Regions from separate parts of the Arachis hypogaea genome. Here region 2 is linked to region 1. Evidence: chromatin contacts called from public Hi-C data. All regions are on one chromosome and are shown on one strand. The core of a region is the stretch at or near the end of the contact, and the rest is flanking DNA. Distances in the headings are between cores, read along the strand shown.

The links. Hi-C and Micro-C count contacts between places; a contact is called where the count stands out from the background.
Region 2: a Hi-C map of leaf shows a contact between it and region 1, with 1.8 times the contacts expected there. The contact joins the promoter of LOC112801321 here to the enhancer-like site in region 1. A contact is called at or near these places in 2 of 8 Hi-C or Micro-C datasets (both in leaf).

Annotation. Positions count from the first base shown.
Region 1 is chr5:38,357,250-38,364,304 of arahy.Tifrunner.gnm2.J5K5, forward strand. It overlaps the pseudogene LOC112801318. Among protein-coding and RNA genes, the nearest start is that of LOC112803477, 29 kb to the right of the region's middle. Within about 2 kb of position 4,307, at least 2 of the 3 cell types and tissues checked have open chromatin away from gene starts, as enhancers often do.
Region 2 is chr5:38,401,748-38,408,802 of arahy.Tifrunner.gnm2.J5K5, forward strand. LOC112801321 reads left to right here and starts at 3,738. Exons shown (of 7, transcript XM_025843992.3): 1 at 3,738-4,156; 2 at 4,324-4,425; 3 at 4,628-4,742; 4 at 4,892-5,007; 5 at 5,489-5,677; 6 at 5,759-5,901; 7 at 6,285-6,726. The coding sequence starts at 4,029. The coding sequence ends at 6,466. It overlaps LOC112801319 (WEB family protein At3g02930, chloroplastic), which reads left to right. Exons shown (of 3, transcript XM_025843990.3): 2 at 1-293; 3 at 575-2,963. The coding sequence ends at 2,803.

The DNA of each region.
Region 1 (7,055 bases), core at 3,057-5,556:
GCAACCTTGTTCATTACTCTTCTTCTTCCTTTCTGAGATTCATCAAACACCAGAATTTGTCTCTATTGACCTTCCTAATTTCGATTCAAAATACTCACATTATTGTTTAGTGTTACTGTTGAGTGAATGCGATAATATGTTCTTTGGAATTTGATGGATTTTATGTTTTGCATACTGTTAGGATCATGGATTTGAAATATCTAGTTCGCAAGTTGTCTCATTCCGTTCTCACTGTGAGTGTTCAATTTTCATGATTTATTACAAATTAGAGTAAAAAGACAAGGGGGGGAAATGTGTATAATACATGTTTGGAACTGGCAATAATACAGTTACTGATTAAGTAAATGATGTAGCTAAAAAATGTCCCGGGGAACTTGTTAAGAAGATAATAATGGAAATTTTTTAGGTTTGACTTATTCAATGCACTGAAAGTATCAAAAACTTATCTTTCAATTAAACTTTTACTTTTATGGTGTTTTTAGTTTAGGAAGATCAATGGATCATGACTATGCCATATTTCATAGAAATCATGCAATATTCCAATCTAAATGCATCATACTGTTCCCTCTTTGATTTGTCCTATTATTTTTTAACTGGATTTTTTGTCCAGTTTATTGTTGAACATAATAGCATTTGGCATAAGTTTAAGTGGTTACTTGGTCTAGGCACAGCAACTGAGCGCATGCTTTTCCATTCAAATCGAAAATGTTAAAAGTGTATTCATTGTGGGTAAAGGCTTTTAACAGATGGGCAATGTTGGGCTTCAACTCCGTTGGTACTTCCTACACATACTTCTCAGCATTTGGCATTCCATATTAGCAATCCGTTGTTTCATTGAAAGTTGTTTCATCACTTGTGGAGTATTGGAGAAATACAAGTCTCTTAATATAGCAAAGCTTCGGTACCTTGCCATTGTCATAGAAAGTGAAGATGCTCACCAAACTTCAAAAGTTGTCAAGCTCTTGCAGAGTTGCAGTGGCTGGATTCTATTGGGGTAAAGAATGTTTGCCTCTATGACATGAATGGTATGAAGCTTGGAGAAGCAGTAATGATAAACATTTTGTGATTCAGGCCATGTATAAATATTTTCCTTGAATTCTGCATTTTAGGAGTGCTGAAGAAGTCTAAAGAAACCATATTTGGAAAATTGAAGAATGCAAAACCAATAGAGGTACTATATGCATTTTTTGGTTAGGTAGTATGCTTCTTTCATAACATGTTAATGAACTTATGATATTTGCTTGCACAAAACAAGAAATATATCTTAGTTGCCCATAGTAATCATTATCGAGATTGAAGCAATGGGTTGGTGGGAAAGTATGGATTGGATAGATATTCAATGGAAATCACTGTCAATGAGTTCTGATCTAGCATTGGTTCAGTGCAGGAAGTTAATGAAGCTATTACACTCCACGTTCCAGAGCACATGACTTTGGAATTTGTTTCTTACGCAGATGGAAAGGAGGCCATGGTAAAAGCAGCCAATTTTATTTTTGTAGAGAATTTGAAACGACAAAACTTTGGTGGAGAAATTGATGGTCAAGTGATATCAGAACCTCTTCTGAATGAGGCACTAAAAGTTGTTGGTTTGTTTTCTTTTTGAACCTACTAGTCATTTAAATAGTTAATTTTCTTGTTCAGGACATATTCACTTAATAATCATCTGGTTTCACTGTCAGGTTGCAAGGGTCCTGAACCTGACCTTTTACTTGTTTATGGGCCAGTGAGAAGCCACCTTGGTTTTCCTGCATGGAGGATTCGGTATACTGAGATTGTGTAAGTTCTTTAGACCATCATTGTTATCCATTTTATCAGAAAAAAAAGCATTCTCTCTTTTGCTTTCTCTCTGTATTGCTGTTGCAGAACTACTTCTCTTCTCAATTCCATTGCTGGATCATTAAACCATAAATTTAATCTCCTTCCATTTGTATGTTTTTTGTAAATAGTAAAAGTTTCAATTTTTTTTTTTTTGTATATATATATTTGAATAGATTCTGACAGATGTTTATTATAGCCATATGGGATCATTGAACTTCATGAGATATGGCTCCTTAATAAAAGCCATTTACAACTTCACAAAAGTGCGCACCAGAATTATGGTAAGTATTTTACAATGATTTTTTTTATAATGCGATTATGTTTGTATTGTTGTATTAGTTGCTTGAACGCAAGTATATAGTAAATCATATTGATAGACTACTCTCAACAATTATAATATATGGTTCTGTCTTCGGATGCTAGGCAGAGTCAGTATGTATTGAAATTAATATTCTGTTGGTAACTCAAACGTATTATCTTTTGGTTTGTGCTAACAGGTACGTAGTGAAGGAATTTGAGGATAACTGACTTGCCATTTGCAAGCCACATAGGAGTGAATAATAGAAAAATACTTCTAATGTAAGTTTTTTTGGGGGAAGGAAAAAAGAAAGAAAAAAGTTATATATATTACTCTCTTTATTTATATATAGTTTTTGTCTTATCACTTCAGTGTATTTTTATTCAAATTGCACCATAAGAGACTGAGAAAGAGGATGCAGTTGTTGATATACAAAGAAAGATGGTCGTATATTTCCAATTTCCACCCTTTCGTTTTCTTCCCCAGGTAGAAAAGTAATGTGTAGTTGTCATTGCAAAGCAATGTTGTGTACTAATAACAGGACACATTGTATCGTGGAAGGGAAAAGAAAAGAACAGGGTACCTGATAATTACATTTTAACACCCTTTCACTTTAAAATCTCATTAGTTAAGCATAAGATAATAGAGGTTAAATAAATAACAGAGACTTTTGAGATTTTTTTTTAGCTTGAGTTTTATTTAAGAAAAGCTTCCAAATGTAAACATGAAACATGATTGATTGTTTTTTCTTTTCTTTTCCTTTTTTCCTTGTCTTCTTTTTTTTTTTTTGTTGGTGAAAGTTGTATATTTGAATTGAAGTGGTTAATGAGTTTGCAATTTTGCATATACCTTTTTCTTTTCTTATTTGTGAAGAGATATATTGCCGTATGGTGCCAACAGCAACAAGGTGAATGAATGAATAATGATGATGATTACTTGTTCATTCTATGACCACAATTCCATTTACTACTCTTCTCTTGGACTTTCTAGTTACCGTACATTATATACAGCATTTTCACCATATGCATAAAGCAAGTTTGATGATCAAATTCTCTGCATTTCACTACTATACTATTTCAGCTGCATTCCTTTGTTGTCACTTGTAAGCGATTCAATTCTCTTTACTAACTTATTGGTTTATTGGATTTTTCTCCCGGATTAATGGTCCCCTCCAACCTTGAGAAAATTAATTCTGGACAACACACAAGAAAAACTCCAATGCTCAAAACAAAAGGGAGTGGGGTTGGGAGGGGCTTATTAGTTATTACATGATTTTTATAAAAAGGAAATGAAGAAAGTTTTTTTTTTTTAAAAAAGAAACTGTATCTGTTTTCGTAATTCTAATAGAAGTTTAAGTAGTTCTCATATAAATAAATAAATAATTCAAAATTTGTTTATTTAAATACTATGAAGATAGTTAAAAAGTGAGCTAGGATTCTTAGTTACTTTCCAATCTATGATATTATGGAAAGGTGTACTTTGAATTTATACTAATCACTAATTAACTTTTTTATATGAAGCACGGACATATTTTGGACACGACACTCACCGACACTCGTCTGATACGCGTGTCTGCTGTGTCTAACCGTATCTTAATAAAAAGTAAAAAAATTTTCTCCAAACACACTTAGACACACTTAAATATCATCACATGTCAACGTGTCCAATCTTATTCTTAATATATATTCTTAAAATAAATTTAGATATAGTATATATTAATATTTATTAAAATAAAAAATATTTTAAATATTTAATATAATTAAAATAAGACATTAAAAAGAATTAAAAAATTAATTTATATTTTAATATCAATAAAATATCAAAATATTATTATGATTTATCTAAAAAATACTTTATATTTTATATGTATGCGTGTTCTCGTATCTTATAAAATTTTAAAATTCATGTGTTAGCCTATTCCATGTCGTGTCCCTGTCCGTGCATCACAGAGTTTTCTTACTCACATCTAGTAGTACATACACATTTACTTTCTAGTTTCTACTGAGCTAGCTTCAAACCAGTTTAACCAGCTACTAATACCTTAGTTTAATTTGGTTATACCAACCTAGCAACCTACATTTAGTTTTGCTTTGAAATTTTTAAAAGCCAGTTAAATCAGAATAAAAATAACAAAGAAAAGAAGGAGAATATGCCTGACATATGTGTCATGCGACAAAATATTCAGTATGATTAATTAATTGTCTACAAAAGCCAGAGAATGACAGTTGGAAACGGAACATATATATAATTAGGTTGGAGAAGCTGAATAAACTTTTTTCGGATACTAATACTAAAAAAAATATGTATTTAATACATGCGGTAAACATTTTTTTCTTGATAAGTTATATGCATTAAATATTATTTTATGGTACATATTTAAAGTGAGAAACTATACTTCACCTTCCAAAAATTTTTCATATTGCTTCTTTTTGGACGGATCATTGCTTTTTTCCAACATAAGAATGATGATGAAGGATGAGGTATTCTCTGCAATTTCGAGTTTGACCGTAAACTTCACATGTGGATGCCATACAATACAACAGAAAAGCATGCGACAAATTACTAGTTAATATTGTTACAACGAAATGAAGGCTAATTAAGCATGCTGAATAATCATATTCATATAGATAATATACGGTTCCCACGCACGTTGGCATCATTATCAAATTAAAAGATAAATAGCTGTAAGTTTCACCTACTAATATAATATTATATCATAGAATATATTCGGATTTGGTTGCGACAGGAAGAAGATAAATTAAAAAAGAATTAAGCTAAGGGGTATTTGTTGGTTGCGAGTCAGCTTCCCACCATACAAAAGTTGACCCAATAATAGAAAATCTCAGTTCAGAGAGAGAGATTAACCAATTTGTTTCATATATAATTTATTTATACAATAAAATTAACGAAAATACTATGTAAACACAGAAATAAATCACTAAATCAAGATTTTTTCTTTCAAATAAATAAAATAAGAGGTTATTTTTCTTGTGTCCACTAAATTTATAAATTAAGAAAGTTTTCATTAAAAATTTAAAAAAAATAAATTTTTAATGTATTTATTTTATATTTATTAAGTAAAAATATTTAAAATTTTTAGCTAATTATAAATTTATCATATGCTCTTAGGGTATATTAGTTAAACCTATAAAGTAAATATTAAAATTACACTAGTAAACACGCTAGGATTTATTTACGTTTATATTCTTTATTACATAAACGAGTTAGTTTTTAACATCTTTGGCATAGACAAAATAAATAATGAAGAATTAGCAATGTATCTAGTCCCCAGACAAGATAAAATATTGTAGCCTTTATAAATATATTTCGTCTATGCTAGGAATGAGATACATTTGTAACTAACGTGTTCATACTGAAGATAAAATACGCGTTTTACATATGGGACAATAATTTTTAACTATATAAACATACTTAATACAAGTATAATGAAGTCCAATAATACAGATAAACATAGTCTCAAATTATACATTCAACATAACCATGAACTATAAACATATTCTCAAACTATACATTCAATATCAATTTGAGATACAAATACGCATAATACACTTTCTTAATAGATAATAATGAATTATGGGGAAAAAGGAGGCTAATAATGATAATGAACTATGCAGAATACTAGCTGTACTGCATGTCGACGGTCAAATATGGCGGGTAGGCCCCTGAGGTCGTGGTAGTAGAGGTGCCATATAAGACTGTGCTAGAAGATTTTGTGGAGGCGGTAGAGATTCGTGGATGTAACACTTTTACTACTAAAATGTCACACTTCTGGTTATGCTACTGTGATAGCGAAAATATTACGACAACATCTATATATTTAATAATAAAATATGAGCCTTTAACTCAAATTCGTATTGACTTTTTATTGGAAACCAAAAATACTTTTTTCTTGAAAATGTACATACACACATATAAACCAATCATAGTCACCTCACCATCATAATCTGAACCAACAAGTCACAAGTACAAGCAATCAAATAGATAATCAAACAATCACACATAGAAAACAATTATGACAAATAGTACATTTAGCAGTTAACAAAATATCAATTAGGCAAAACAAATAATTATGCAGACCCAAGCAATTTCAAACAAATACAATATGATCCATGCCTATTTTACTGGCCATGAGCTCACGTGTCAGTTAAACTGTCAAAATTTGACACATCCGATAATTAACCCGAACATTGTCTCTCGATTGTACATCTCCAGGAGAAAAATATCTGGGCTTATCACAAGTCGGTCTTAGAGGGAGAGTGCGCTGTTAGCTTCTCACTGGAGGTATCATTCTGTCTTAGAGGGAGAGTGCCCTGTCACTTAGCTTGTCTCAGAGGGAGAATGCCATGTCACTTTCTCATTGGGAGTATCGTTTTGTCTCAAAGGGAGAGTGCCCTGTCACCTTTCTCACATCACACCGCAACCACAAGCAAGCGGAATGAGACCTCCGTCCTTGCCGGGTTCAGGTGCCAAACCAAATACGCAAGCGGGACGAAACCCATGACCTTGCCACGCTAGCGGGACAAACCTCCGACCTTGTCAATCCAGGCATTCAGGCCACAATCAGTCACAATAATATTTCAATCAAACCTCATAACATTCATAATCACCATCTATTAGGAATATAGTGCAAGCACACTCTTGGAATATAGTGCCCAGCACACTCTTAGGTTATAGTGTCCAACACACTTTTCAATCATAATCATTATCATCATCAAACTCATCATTAACATAATCAAAATCACAACTTATTAGATTCACTAACCCCATCTTTTATCAGCTACTAATCTTATTATCATGTGAGCGAGATAACACCACCTCCTCACCGTAAGCGGGACGAACCTCCATCCCCACAACAATATCATACGGTTAACCAAGTGTTTAACCAGAAATAATTCATTTTAATTCATAGGACTTAGTC
Region 2 (7,055 bases), core at 2,488-4,987, 44 kb after region 1:
TATCTGAAACTCCCAACAAAGGAACACCGGCTACTCCCAAGAAAGCAGCATCAGCCACTCCCAAGAAAGCACCATCCACCACTCCCGGCAAAGCTGCTTCAGCCACTTCCAATAAAGCATCCCCTGCAACTCCAAGAGTGAGCAAACTCAGCAAGGGAGTTCCCAAGTCAGAAGCTGAATCACCATCGCCTCTGCAAGCTTCTCGCCTTTCTGCAGAAAGATCACCGCGAACTGTGAATTTGAAGCCCAATTTTGAGCGAAAATCACCAAGGCCGGTCACCACCCCGCCTGATGTAAGTCATCTCAAATGTTGAGATGGGTCATGTTTGATTTAATGTTTAGGCACGATTTCCTGGATTCTGTTTTAGGATGAAGCATTTGAACTTGAAGTCTTTGAATGTTTGATTTCTCTACAGTAGTGTAATAAGTAAACATTATTAGCCTGGTATTTGCTAGTGAATTGCTGAAGATCTTGTGGTAGTTGATAAAGTGGGAAAATATATATCTTAAGTCCTTATTTGAATTTGATTATCTGTACTTAAAAATATGCTTATTATGTTGTTTGATTTTTCAGAAACTACAACCACGAGCTGCTAAGGGTTCAGAGTTGCAGACCCAGTTGAATCATGCTCAAGAAGAACTAAAGAAAGCAAAGGATATGCTGGTTCAGGCCGAGAAAGAGAAGGCAAAAGCACTTGATCAGTTGAAAGAAGCACAGAAGCTGGCCGAGGAAGCAAATGAGAAACTCAGAGAAGCATTGGTGGCTCAAAAGCAGGTTGAGGAGGATTGTGAGATTGAGAAGTTCCGAGCTGTTGAGTTGGAACAGGCTGGAATTGAAGCTCAGAAGAAGGAAGAAGAATGGAAGAAAGAGCTTGAAAATGTGAGGAGCCAGCATGCCGTGGACGTGGCTTCTCTTCTCTCCACCACTCAGGAGCTTCAGCGGGTTAAGCAAGAACTCGCCATGACTTGTGATGCAAAGAACCAGGCACTGATTCATGCTGATGAGGCAACAAAACTTGCTGAGGTTCAAGCAGAGAAAGCAGATAATCTTTCAGCCGAACTGAGTTATTTGAAAGCCTTGCTAGATTCAAAGCTGGAAACCGAGGCTAGTGAAAACCAGATTGTTTTGAAGCTAAAAACAGAGATAAAGGTTCTCAAAGAAAAAATTGAAATGGAGGCCAAAGGTTACAATGAGAAGTTGACGGAGAAAGAGAATTATATTGAACAGCTTAATGTGGAACTTGAAGCTGCAAAGATGGCTGAATCTTATGCACATAGTATGCTTGAAGAATGGAAAAATAAGGTTGAGAAACTAGAAATGAGAGTTGAAGAAGCAAATAAATTGGAGAGATCTGCATCGGCATCTTTGGACTCCATGACAAAACAGCTTGAAGGAAACAATGATTTGTTGCATGATGCCGAATCTGAAATCACTAGTAGCAAAGAGAAGGTAGCATTATTGGAAATGACTATTGGGAGACAAAAAGGAGATCTTGAGGACTCAGAACGGCGCCTTCTTGTGGCTAAGGAGGAAATCCTTGAAATGTCAAAGAAGGTCAAGTCTCTTGAATCTGAACTCAAAAATGTTAAGGAAGAGAAAGCCCAGGCATTGAGCAAGGAGAAGCTTGCAGAGTCAAGTGTGCAGATCCTATTAGAAGAGAAAAACAAACTCATCAATGAATTGGAGATATGTAGAGATGAAGAAGAGAAGAGCAAAATGGCAATGGAAAGCTTGGCTTCTGCATTACATGAGGTAACTGCAGAAGCTAGAGATGCAAAAGAAAAGCTTTTAGCCAACCAAGCTGAACATAAAAGCTATGGGTTGCAGGTTGAAGATTTAAAAGCCGTTTTAAAGGCTACGAATGAAAAATACGAGTCCATGCTCGATGATGCACGACGTGAGATTGATGATCTTACATTTAGAATTGAGAATTTGAAGGAGGACAACGAGAGCTCCAAGGCAGAGTGGGAGAAGAGGGAAAATCATCTAAGCAACTGCTTAAAGCAAACCAAAGAAGAGAACACGTCTCTGGGAAAAGAAATAGATAGGTTGCTTCATTTGCTTAAAAAAACCGAGGAAGAATCTAGTGCTAAGATGGAGGAAGAAGCTCAACTGAAGGAAAATCTAAAAGAAGTGGAGGCTGAGGTGATCCACCTGCAAGAATCACTGAAAGAAGCACAGGCGGATAGCATGAAATTGAAGGAGAGTTTGTTGGATAAAGAGAATGAGTTTCAGAATGTTTTCCAGGAAAATGAAGAACTCCGAGCAAGGGAACTCGAATCTATTCAGAAGGTGCAGGAGTTATCTAAGCTGCTTGAAGAAGCTACAATTAGAAAAGACAGCAAGGATAATGAAGATCTTTCAGAGAGCGAGAAGGACTACGATTTGCTCCCTAAAGTAGTCGAATTCTCCGAAGAGAACGGACATGGACATGGAGGAGATGATGTATCGAAAGAAAACAAGTCTGAATCTCCGAAACCAGAGAATGTGAATGGAGAAGTGAAGCAAGGAAAAGATGATTCAGTAAAAGTTGAATTCAAAATGTGGGAGAGCTGTCAGATTGAGAAAAAGGAGTTATCATCTGGGAAAGAACTAGATCCTGAACCCTTTGATTCCTTTGGGGAGGAAGTTGTTGACTCAAAGAACATTGGAGTCAATGCTGCCACCTCTGTAGAGAACAAGAGTGATGGTGAAAGCCAAAACGAAAGCTCACCATCAAAGGAACAACAATTCAAGAAGAAGAAGAGATCACCACTTGGCAAGCTTGGAAGCCTGTTCAAGAAAAAGAGTGGTAGCAAATAGAACAAACAAACAACACATTTTGTTAATACTCCACTTTGGCAGTTACATATTGAACATCAAATTGTTTGCTGCACCTATTTATGGTTTTATGATGATGATCATATCTGCTTGTAATATTGTTTAGGATTTTTCTTATCTGATCACATTTTTATTTCTTTTCTTCTGGGGTTGGCAGTAAGTTATCATTTACACAAGTGTGCACACCAAAAATAAACTGATAAACTGAGTGAGGCGAGAAGCAATTGGAAACTAGAAAACAGAATTGATAAGTGAATTGGCAATCCCATTTCCTACAATTTTCCTAATATAACACTACCTTATACAGTAGCTTCAAAATAAGTAAATAAATAAACGAATAAATATTTAACTATTTACGAGCATATAAGTATATTTTCGAAAACATTAAATTTTAGACAAGGTATTTAGTTTTTAACAAAATTTTATTATTTAGAAGTCTTTAAAAATTATTGTTGTCCAATAAATTGGTCTTTTTCTCATTGGCAATCAAATTTTTAATATTCATATTACACAAATAAATTTTTAATAAATTTTATTAAAATATTACTCTAAAGTAAATTATTCCCTTTCAAAACGATAAAGAGATTCATCTATCCAATGAAATTAATTTTCAAGGGCTTTAGAAAGAATAAAAAATTGTTATCCTATTAAAATATTCAAAGAACAATATTATATCACCAATAAATATTATTATTTTTTTTTATCAATATTTGACTAATAATAATTTTTATCTGTATTTATAAGAATTTTACACTAAAAAATATATATTTTACACTTATATTTATCAAAAAATTTTTTACATAAATAAATATAATATACATCATATTTTTTAAAATTTATATATATAAATTAATAAAATTTATTTATTAAAAATAATTTAACATTTATATTAATTAAATTATGACTAAAAATACTGAAAAAAAAAAAGTAAAAATTACTTAGTACCAAGAGTTTCTCATATCAAAATTTGAGATTTTATTCATATATTTGAATTTGATTACTTGTTCAATGTTTGCTTAGCAGTGAAGGCAGAGAATGATAGAGTGATAATAGTAGCCAGCTGAAACCTTAATACTTAGTTGAACTTGAACAGTGATTTTGGGCACACAACTGAATCTATTTGGCTTTGCCCACTCAACAAGAATTCGAACCAAATCGCAATCGCTCCCCATTTCTTTCTTCCAGTTTTTGGCAGACGAATTTATCGATGATGTGGGCAGCGATTATCTGCGGATTGGTATTCTACAAATTGATCAAACGATTCTTCTACGACGACGACATTTTGGACGTTGAAGGATCTGATCACTCTTCTGCTCTTTTCTCCGTCGCCGATAGGTCTCTTTTCTTACTTCTCTTTCTTATTTTTTTTTTTCAATCTAGGGCACGAATTTTCCTCAAATTTTGAGAAATTTCAACTTTTTTTATGAGGTTTTCAATCTCAGTGCACTTAATTTTCTAGCTTGTAGAAGAATTCGACGTGACTTTAATGTTTCGCATTTCAGGGTTCAAAAGCTTTACGGAGGAAATGTTTATGTTGGTCTTCGAATTCCAGATGCTGATACTAGTTCCAGACAGAGCATTGACATAGTTCTTGTCAAAAAAGAGTACTTTCCTTTTTTGATTTTCATTTCTTGTCAATTCAATTGTTTGTTCGCTCTGACAGTGTCACTGTTCTTGTTTGATTAATGGAGAAAATGGCATACCCGTGACCCTATTTATTACTTCTTTCTGCATTTACTTGCTGAAGTTTCAAATAATCAGTTATATGATTTCATTCCTTAAATGTCTCTGTTTCTGATATTTCAGGGAGGTAGTTGTGATATCCGTGAAGAACTACTCAGGGATTTTAACAGTTAATGGGGATGGTACTTGGGCCTGTGAAAAAACAAGCAGCCATAAAGTAGAGCGTCACCCTGATCCTGTGAGGAACTGCATCTCTTAAATGTCTTTGTTGCTACAATGCTGGTTCATAGGGTGGCTTGAATCAGAAACTAATATCAGATGGTTATTAATTAGTATGAACAGGAAAGTGACATGGCTTGATTGCTTTCTGTTTCCTGAACTATGTAGGTGGCAGAAGCAAGAAAGCAAGCTTCTATCCTTGAATCATATCTTGAGCAAAGAGGAGTAGCTTTACCTGAAGGATACATATCTTGTAAAGTTGTACTTCCTAACCCTAAATTATGGTATGATTTTGAAACTTGTATAATTGTTCCTATGAGCTGTGTTAAATCTCTTCTAATATTTTCAAAGGGTCACATTTTCTGACCTGTGGGTAAAAAAGATAAAATGAAAAACTTCAAATCATGTATAAGAGAAGAAAAGTTGATGCTTGTAAAAATCAGAGACCCAAGTTTACTATTGTGAAGCTTGATGTGGTGGAATGGAATATTTGGAGTCTGTTATTTTTGCTTCTAATTTCTAAATGATGAGGCTGCGGTATTAGATAATGATAAACATGATAATAAGGAGCTAGAAGAAGATTAAGTTATAACAGTTAACATAGAGGATGATGATAAATTGCATTTTGATCTATTTTGGCTTTATCTCTTAGAAGTTTTTGTTAGTTGTAATGTCATGTAAGTTGCTCGTGATAAATTGTTCTTTCTCTCTATTATTTTAACTTTCCTGTTGATGTATTTTGTGTTTCTTCATTTGTATTTGCAGTACCATTGCAGCAAGTAGTTTGCCATCTGAAGTAGTTACCCATGATGAATGGGTACAAATGAAGCCTGGACCAAAGAATATGTTTTCCGGTTGGGTAAAGAATCCCTTTCGTGCTGGGAAGAAGGATATGCAAGAATCTATCCAACAGAATCTAAATTTTGTCCTTAGCACAGCTCCAATATGGGACAGGTTAGTTCTCATTTATTTGGCATCATTTAATGCTTCCAAATCAGACTTCTTTACTAATAAAATAAATTGCTTGGCCTGCAGGTTGGAACTGAAGGCCAATAAGTACGTGTTGGGTGAGTTCCTCGAATTTAAGGGCAAGCAAGAAGATCTTCAGGCTTTGAGTCAGATTAGAAGATCTAAAGTTGAGCGTATTACAGTCCAAAAGACAAGCATGTTTGGACTAGGTAATCTTTTCGAAATAAATTATGAACTATTCTTTTGCTTTCCAATGATCTTTAGCTGTGTAAACAGTTACCTCTCTCTTAGAGTTTATGAATCAAAATCCAGAATTGGGGTGTAAAATTTCTGTGAGAGGATAAGATTGACTTTCCTACATATTCTAACATTGACTGTTATGCACCAATTGAACTAATAGATTATCTAGATACCATTAGGAGGCTATATCACTGTTTATTAATGCTTATGTTATTCCTATTCCAACGTTGAATTTCATTTATATCATGGTTTCAACTGGTAGCTACTTGTCTTTAGTGGAGGGAGGCAAAGCTTTCTTTAGTTTCATTGTTATAATTTGCAGTTGCTTTGATTAACATTGTATGGTTTGCAGCTCCGTCTAGGCTCCAAGTGTTGTATGCATTGCGCGACTATAGAACTGAAGGGGCATCAGAAGCAGAGTGGAAAGAGGTGACTGTAAGATCAAGCACTGAGATCATCTTCCAGCTCGAAAATTCTTCGAAAGTCCGAAAGTTTAAGCTCTCATCAGTGATCTCTCTGACTCTTAGCGCATGACTTCGCGCTCCGATCGGAGAAAGGTTGTGGTTTTTGCTGATGGCATCCGCCAGTCTCTCTCTTTCTCTCTTTGCTGAATGGATGGGATGGATACACGTATATTATATTTTAAACTTTGCATGGAATGGATTTAATAACTTAATTATGGTCACATGCATGATACAATGCCTTAGAAAATATCTGAGAGTTCAAACGTTTGTTTCTTATACATAATACGTGTTACTGTGTATATTAATGAAATTAACAGTTTCATTTGCTAACTAATGCCTACTTCGTCTTGTTGAAGATATCTCCTTTGTTCGAAGAAACAAAGAAGCCAAATAAGAACGTTTGGCTATTATGAACGGAACTAATCTTTTGGTTCTTCTAGTCACACTAGTACAAATATTACATCTTATTATTTTTATTTTTTCTAAAAATATTTTATATATATTAAAAATCAGTCATCAAATAATCAGCTATCAGAATAATCAAATTTGTTGTAATAGAATAATAAATCTGTAATATATAAATAATCAAATTTGTTTATATTAGTATAATATTTTTCTTATGAGATGTCAAATATGTGTTTTATATGTTAGGACTATTT